2 separate regions of the Salmo salar genome follow, and region 2 is linked to region 1. The links are chromatin contacts, called in public Hi-C maps. All regions are on one chromosome and are shown on one strand. The core of a region is the stretch at or near the end of the contact, and the rest is flanking DNA. Distances in the headings are between cores, read along the strand shown. Region 1 holds the start of LOC106561682 (small nuclear ribonucleoprotein F). Region 2 overlaps LOC106561694 (netrin-4).

Region 1 (4,335 bases), core at 674-3,173:
GGCATTTATAAATTGTGCGTTCACCATTTATGAATCATTACTCCCACATTAACAAACCATTTACTAATTATTAGTAAAGTATTTTTGCAGTCCCTAATCTAAAGTGAGTGCTATTTATACTTTAGAAATGGTTTATTATTGACCCTTAAAATAAAGTGTTACCTTAGGATGTTGCTGGGCCCTGTACAGGCAGTGTGGTCCCCCTGGTCTTCTGGTCCCAGTGATGCTAGGCTTAGCAGCACAGACATATCGGCTGCTGCTGCAGCAGTCAAGTGTAGTGGACATGGAGAGAAAACAGAGAAAGAGGGAGAGAGAGAGAGAGAGAGAGACTTACTGCTGTTCTGCCATAGATCAAGACAGTTAACCCCCAACAACTGCTCCACGGGACGCCTCTCTGATTCAGAGGGGGCTGGTGTGGATAAAATGCCAGGGCTGAATTTTTGTCCCAGTTCGCCCCTGGTGAGAGAGAGCCTCAAATATCACATTAATTTGTACATATCCACTGTATACATGAATTGCGGCAAAGTTATTTCCTGTTTCAGTCACGTCTTTGGTCACGTTTGCATGGGTCAAACAAAAACACCTTAATCATCAAGGGTGCTCTCAAGCAGCTAGATGTTCTTTACAATTCGGCCATCAGATTGGCAACCAATGCTCCTTATAGGACACATCACTGCACTCTATACTTCTCTGTAACCCCGTCGCAAGACCCACTGGTTGATGCTTATTTATAAAACCCTCTAAGGCCTCATTCCCGCCCTATCTGAGATACCTACTGCAGCCCTCATCCTCCACATACAACACCCGTTCTGCCAGTCACATTCTATTAAAGGTCACCAAAGCACACACATCCCTGGGTCGCTCCTCTTTTCAGTTCGCTGCAACTAGCGACTGGAACGAGCTGCAACAAACACTCAAACTGGACAGTTTTATCTCCATCTCTTCATTCAAAGACTCAATCATGGACACTCTTACTGACAGTTGTGACTGCTTCGCGTGATGTATTGTTGTCTCTACCTTCTTGCCTTTGTGCTCTTGTCTGTGCCCAATAATGTTTGTACCGTGTTTTGTGCTGCTGCCATGTTGTGTTGCTACCATGTTGTTGTCATGTGGTGTTGCTACCATGCTGTGTTGTCATGTGTTGCTGCCATGTTATGCTGTTGTCTTAGGTCTCTCTTTCTCATGATGTGTGTTTTGTCCTATATTTTTTATTTTTAATCCCGGCCCCATCAGGAGGCCTTTTGCCTTTTGGTAGGCCGTCATTGTAAATAAGAATTCGTTCTTAACTGATTTGCCTAGTATAAAGGTTAAATAAATACAATAGAGCCTTCCACAATGCAGGCCATGGCTGCCGGAGGAGGTTGGTGAAGAGCAACTGCAGAAACTTGCTGTCGACTGCAGTCAAAACTCCATTACCTTTGATCTCTTGATTTTTATCAAGTTCATGCAGGTAGACACGTTTGCATGGGACAAACAAAAACACCTTAATCATCAAGTCGGACAATTTCTATCCCCATAATGCAACACACTTTGAAAGCTGGGGATTGACAAAAGTGATCCGCTCGAAAACGGCCAGAGACATAGAGAGAGAATTTGATCTATCTTGTGTCAAAAATCCCATGACATTCACAATGAACTACAGTACAGCAATAGCACAAGCAACAATCTGCAGTGAATTTAAATGTACATTTAAATAAACATTCTAAAATTACCAACATTCTTTAGACTACTATGTGGCTGCCAATATCGATTATCATAATATAATTTACATCTTTAAAAGGAGATTCAAGTTTCCATAAAAGTTTCTCTTATGTTATTCAAATCACTCACAATGGTTGGGAGTGTTGGCTACTTCAATCCATTTGAGAACATTACCTCCTAGTGGTCACAACTCAAACTGCAACTGCTGTTGTCTAGCCCGGCGAGCAAGAGAGACTATATTATAAAATTCCCGTCTGTTTTTCTCTCCGGTTCTGTGGCCAATCAGGATGAACAATTACAAAAACTGAACCAATCACAGTGCTGTTTTGTACGGATCAGAGTTCAGAGTTCACCACTACTTCCTGTATCCAATAACGGCGTGCAATCGTCGTTGAAGCTCACACAGAATCAAAATGGTAAATATTCTAGACTATATTATGAGGTGTTTGATGAGGATTGGTAATATATGTAGTGAACGTCCAGGCATATCATAGCTAACTACTCAAATTAAAGTTATCATAAATTCGCATTATGCGCCTTTGTTGTGATTATCCAACTTGCTAGCTACGGTAGCTAGTTAGGGTGGTAAGATGTACTTTGTTGTGCTTTGCACTGCATGTGAAAGGCTAGTTTGATTATCTAGGTAGCTAGCTGTGAGATGCAGCTGTAATGTGTTTGGGTCCTGGATGCTGGTTGTCTGAACAGCCGTGGGATATTTAAGCAATAAGGCCCGAGGAGATGTGGCATATAGCCGATATGCCACGGCCTTATTTCTATTATAAACTGGCTACCAACGTAATTAGAACTGTAAAAATAAATGTTTTGTCATACCTGTTATAAACATTATAAACTGAGTGGTTCGGGCCCTGATTACTGATTGGCTGACAGCCGTGGTATATTTAAGCAATAAGGCCCGAGGAGGTGTGGTATATGATCAATATAGCACGGCTAAGGGCTGTTCTTATGCACGACGCAACGAGTAGTGCCTGGATACAGCCCTTAGTCGTGATATATTAGCCATATATCACAAACCCCAGAGGTGCCTTATTGCTATTATAAACTGGTTACCAATGTAATTAGAGAAGTAAAAATAAACGTTTTGTCATACCCATGGTATACAGTCTGATATACAATGGCTGTCAGCCAATCACCATTCAGGGCTCAAACCACCCAGTTTATAACAGACCATATACCGTGGGTATGACAAATGTGTATCTAATGCTCAAATTACATTGGTAACCAGTTTATAATAGCAATACGGCACCTCAGGGGTTTGTGATATATTACCAATATACCACGGCTAAGGGCTGTATCCAGGCACTCCTCGTTGCGTCGTGGGGAAGAACAGTCCTTAGCCGTGGTATATTGGCCATATACCACATCCCCTCGTGCCTTATTGCTTAAATATAACCAGTTAATTATCGTTAATATTATGACTATAATATAATTAGGCAATAAGGCCCGAGGAGGTGTGATATATGGCCAATATACCACATCAAAGAACTTTGTCACATGCGCCGAATACAACAGGTGTAGAAATGCTTACTTACAAGCCCTTAACCAACAGTGCAGTTCACGAAAGAGTTAAGAAAATATTTACCAAATAAACTACCGTAATTTCCGGACTATTAAGCGCACCTGAATATAAGCCGCACCCACTGAATTTTAAAAAAGATATAATTTTGAACATAAATAAGCCGCACATGTCTATAAGCCGCAGGTGCCTACCGGTACATTGAAACAAATTAACTTTACACAGGCTTTAACGAAACACGGCTTGTAACAAAAATAAATAGGCTTTAACGAAACACGGCTTGTAACAAAAAATAACAAATTAGCAGTAAGCTTTAGTTGTCTTTCTGCACTGAGTCAATTCCTCACGCTGCTGTTTCCAACGTCTTATCATTGACTCATTAAGACCAAGCTCCCGTGCAGCAGCTCTATTTCCTTTTCCAACAGCCAGATCAATCGCCTTGAAAGCTGCATCATATGCATTTCTCCGTGTCTTTGCCATGATGAGGGTGACAAAATGACTACCGTAATCAGAATGATGGGAAGTTTAAAAGCGCTCGATTTAATCTAAACAGTAAACAAAAAAGTTGTTTGACCTTAACCCGTTCGGCAATTTCATTGGTCTAATGAAAGCTTCATGCCGCCAAAAAACTGAGCACGTCACACAATGTGGTTTTTTTTGGGGGGGGGGAGAAAAAAAATTGAAAGCGGGAAAAATCCATATTAGCCGCGAGGTTCAAAACTGGGAAAAAAGTTGCGGTTTATAGTTCGGAATTTACGGTAAAGTACAAAAAAATTGAAAAAGGCTATATACAGCGGGTACCAGTACAGAGTCAATGTGCGATGTACAGGTTAGTCGAGGTAATTTGCAGCCACAACTGTCAGTAAAAATGTCCATGATGCATACATAATAACAGCAAGTGTAAAAACAAAGGGGGGGTCAATGTAAATAGTTAGGGTGGCCATTTGATTAATTGTTCAGCAGTCTTATGGCTTGGAGGTAGAAGCTGTTAAGGAGCCTTTTAGTCCTAGACTTGGCGCTACAGTACCGCTCGCCATACCAGTTGGTGATGCAACCGGTCAGGATGCTCTCGATGGTGCAGCTGTAGAACTTTGAGGATC
Region 2 (4,306 bases), core at 739-3,238, 77 kb before region 1:
CGTTGGCGTTCTGCCGCCGCTGGTTGGACCGGCAGGGAGAGAGCAAGTACCTGATGGCCCTGAAGAACCTGTGTGATCTGGGCATCATAGACCCGTACCCTCCGCTCTGTGACACCAAGGGCTCCTACACTGCCCAATACGAACACACCATCCTTCTCAGGCCCACCTGTAAGGAAGTGGTGAGCAGGGGTGATGACTACTGAGTACGTTTCCCTGGGCCAGCTGGCCTCGAACCAGGAAGAACAGGAAGAGAAAGAATGAGAGAAGATAAATCAGGGTCATGTTCATTGGATGCCATAACACCGCTCTATTCAACACATGCAAATTCCACTCCGTTTATGTCCCTTTAATAACGTTTCTTATTGGACAAGTCTAGGTAGTCCTTCTGTGTTTCCGTGCATTTTTCTTTCAGTTTGGTGCCTAATGAACACGATCCCTGAAATATGTCCTCGACTGATGATAACATTTATGCAACGTTATTATTGTGATGTAATTTTAAGTTGCTTGAATCCTACCTTCTGCACCTACCTTCAAGTGTTTTAGCAAGAGACCGTTAATTATTACTTAACATATGTATTAATATAAGTATTATTTCAAAGGATTAAGCCAATAAATAAGGGCATATAAAAAGCAAGAACTATAATCGTCATTTTCTTTATTATACTTACTTGATTCCTGTATTGCTTATTTAGAATTAAATGAAATATGCAAAATGACTCCCTATGTTTTGGGTGGACACCTCAATGTATTATTTAATAATTCAAAGCATATTCAATGCCTTGAAAATAACCTGTGATTTGACTATAATAATGCTATGAAATTATTTATATTTCTATATTTTGTTTCTCTGTCCCTATTTATTTTGAGGTGATTTTTAAAAAAATTAATAAATTGAATTGTTGCACATCTTAAACCTGTTTTTGTTTATTGTATTCGTGTTTGAATGTAAAGTGATCATGCCAAAGCCAACGATTCAAATTGCGGAGTAGAAGTGTTCTATTCTCACTTTTAACCAAAGGAGGGCGATATTATTACATTCATAAAGTATGTACTCCAGTGGTTTCAGTGGCAAAACAACTAACAGGAATACACATTCAAATTGAGCTTCAAAGATGTACTGAACCATGTCAGAAAGGAATTCCTACAACATGTAGAACAATAAACCATTGACTTATTTATTAGCCGTAATGCATACATGCATGTCAGGTATCACATATAGACAGACAGACGTCCCTTTAAAAGGTGGAGTTCATGGATTCCACATGATATCTGTGCATTTGCCATCAAATGCAAATTGTAGCTCATTTATGTAAATCTAAGGAAAATGTAAGATGTAAACAAATCAGGTAGCCTAGTGATTAGAGCGTTGGGCCAGTAACCGCAAGGTTCGAATCCCTGAGCTGACAAGGTAAAAATCTGTTGTTCTGCCCCTGAACAAGGTAGTTAACCCACTGTTCCTAGGCTGTCATTGTAAAATAAGAATATGTTCTTAAATGACTTGCCTAGTTAAATAAAAAAATATGTATTTTTTTTTTATAACAACTAATACTTACAGTATGTAGCTAAGTAGGACATACAGCTGATATGATTATGATAATATGTTACATGTCCCTTTTCATTCATGATCTCATACCTCTGCTCCATCCACCACTTGCAAATTCCTTTAATAAAGTCTTTGGGACAAAGGGCGAAGCAGTCGGATGATGCCACAGTGCAGGAATGCATCATGTCTCTTCAGCCAGGCCAGCAGCTACTGACCTAGCTACTCCTTAGGCAGTGTTTACACAGGCAGCCCAATATGCTGACCTTAATCAGATCAAATCTGAAAAACAATATTAGAATTGGTCTGCCTGTGTAAACGCAGCCTTTGAGACAGCAACACAGACCTATTCTTAACCAGGGCTCTGTTCAAAAGTAGTGCACTATGTAGGGAATAGGGCTCTGGTCAAAAGTAGTGCACTATGTAGGGAATAGGGTTCCATTTGGGAAGCAAGCTAGGTCTGGGTCAAATATGTACTGAGCCTCTCCAGATCTGACACAGTGACGTCAATTCATCCCTTCCTTTCTTAGCTAAGTAGCTCATGTTTATTTTGGGATTCATGGAATGTTGGGTTTGTTTACTAATGAGAGAAACACACATGGGGTTATTTTCTGTCTTCCCTAACAACAACAACCTGATATAGAGTGGAATCGGCGCTGCAGTGAAGGATAAAGTCATGTTCCTGAGCGGTGCAGTGGTCTAAAGCACAGTGCAAGAGGTGTCACTACAGTCCCTGGTTCAAATCCAGTACCATAGGGTGGTGCACAATTGGCACAGTGTTGTCTGGGGTAGGCTGTCATTGTAAATAAGAATTTGTTCCTAACTGACTTGCCCAGTTAAATAAATGAAAGTAAACTCAGTTCACCATTCTAAATCTGAGTACAGAGACATCTCCTTGCCACATGATTCATTCCTTGTGCTGCAGTGAACCATGTGATTAAATCACACTCACACCCAATAAATAGAGGTGTATTTACCCATCTGTATAAGGTGTTCAGAGTTTACCTACCTATTTTAGTTTTTTTTACCACTATATCCCTGAGTGCAATAGAAGTGAAGACACCAAACCATGTGAGTAAGTAGACCTCATTGTGACATGTTTTGACATAACTAACCTGACAAAGAGCCATTGAAATCAGACTGAGAGTGAGGGAATACGTGAAGTCAGTTAAATTCTAACTGAGAGCGTCTTCAGTGCTTTAGTCCCAGAGGGATCCAGACAGACATGCTCTTTTCTGTTCTCTCTCTACTCTTCTGCCGTTCCAGGAGAAACTACCTGTTAAGGCCTGCTCAGTCCCTTCGAGCCAAGGACAGTAAGTTTGTGGACACACACACACACACACACACACACACACACACACACACACACACACACACACACACACACACACACACACACACACACACAGATAAAAATGATGATGCTTTTGCAGGTTTACTGCCAATGACTCCAGGAACTGAGGATACAAACGTCAGGACTCCAAAATAAAACCTTGGCTAGATCAGAACGCTAATCATAGAACATTAAGATCTCGGTCATTTGATAGACAGTATGATAAAACATTCATTAATAATATCCTTTTGGTTCTATATTTGGCTTTGTTTCAACTATAGTCTGAGACAAATCTAAAGTGGATTTAAAAACCAGCCCAGTAGTATGTCTTTGGGACTGGAACATTCAGGATCAGAATGAGAAGTCAGATCAATCAATAAATCTTCCTCATACAGTAAACCTTCACTCAGGATATCTGGTCTTCCCTTTGGAAACTTATTTTCCTCTTCCTATAAAAAAGGAGATGACAGTCTGTACTCTGTCTCTGTGCAGCTGCCTGTCATCATATTATATAATCCAATATATACCACTAAGCAGACTCACACGTTTAACCAAAGTGACTTGCAATACAGTGAGTGCATACATTTTTGTTTAGGATCCCTGCAGGAATTGAACCCACAACCTCAGTGTTGCCAGAGCCATGCTCTTTCCAACTGAGCCACACAGTGCCATTCAGCACAGAACACTATCCGTCCTGCCGTGGAGGTCATCGTTTCAGAAATGTGTTCCGTGGGTCTCTGGATGAAACAGGCAAATGAGGCCCTGAATGGCAAAAGAGTTCTGCTTTCCCCATATTGCCCGATCTGTGGCTGTATCCCCATGTCCAGCCCACATTCGTCCAAAAATACACTCTCACACGTCTTTATATTCGGCTCATCGTCCTTCTCATGCAATCCACCAAAACATGGATAACTTTTAACTCTCCACCCCTCTCTCCATCCCTCTCTTCATCTTGTTCCATGGCTCTAGTCTTTCTTCTGCAGACTAAAGACGTTTGCATTCTGCAGTCTCTCTGCTGCAGTCTTCCTTGAAGAGGAAGAGGAGGAGGAGGAGCTACAGTGTTTGTTGAGGAGGTGCAGGAGCTTGCGTCCCAGGCTGGGCCTCCAGGGTTTGACCAGGCTCTTGGTGTTCACCAGCAGACGACCCGTCCGCCGGTCCTCGTGGCCCCCCACCAGATACTCTGATCCTGGGGGAGTAGAATAGAGAGAGCAGGGTCAATTCCATTTTATATTTAGTCAATTAACTTTTAATGGACACTGATAGAGAGGGGTCTTAGCCAGGTTTTAAATCGGCATACTGTTTTAAAAAATCATAGAATGCTATAGTGAAACAGATGGAGGTTGCTGTGAGGTATCTAATGTACAAGTGTCTAGTGTGAGGCCTATTTAAGCATATATGGGGTCACCCATCTGTTTAAGGTGTTCAGAGATTGC

The links. A called contact is a pair of places that touch in the nucleus more often than the background predicts.
Region 2: a Hi-C map of muscle shows a contact between it and region 1, with 6 times the contacts expected there. The contact joins the enhancer-like site here to the promoter of LOC106561682 in region 1. A contact is called at or near these places in 2 of 3 Hi-C or Micro-C datasets (gill and muscle).

The regions. Positions count from the first base shown.
Region 1 is chrssa10:117,495,796-117,500,130 of Ssal_v3.1, reverse strand. It overlaps LOC106561682 (small nuclear ribonucleoprotein F), which reads left to right and starts at 1,923. Exons shown (of 4, transcript XM_014125865.2): 1 at 1,923-2,117. The coding sequence starts at 2,115.
Region 2 is chrssa10:117,572,618-117,576,923 of Ssal_v3.1, reverse strand. LOC106561694 (netrin-4) reads right to left here. Exons shown (of 11, transcript XM_045688490.1): 11 at 1,162-4,059. The coding sequence ends at 3,839. It overlaps LOC106561684 (methionine aminopeptidase 2), which reads left to right. Exons shown (of 11, transcript XM_014125867.2): 11 at 1-913. The coding sequence ends at 203. Among protein-coding and RNA genes, the nearest start is that of LOC106561684, 23 kb to the left of the region's middle. Within about 2 kb of position 1,988, at least 1 of the 13 cell types and tissues checked has an H3K27ac peak or open chromatin away from gene starts, as enhancers often do. A contact at or near this core is called in muscle, where this site is marked.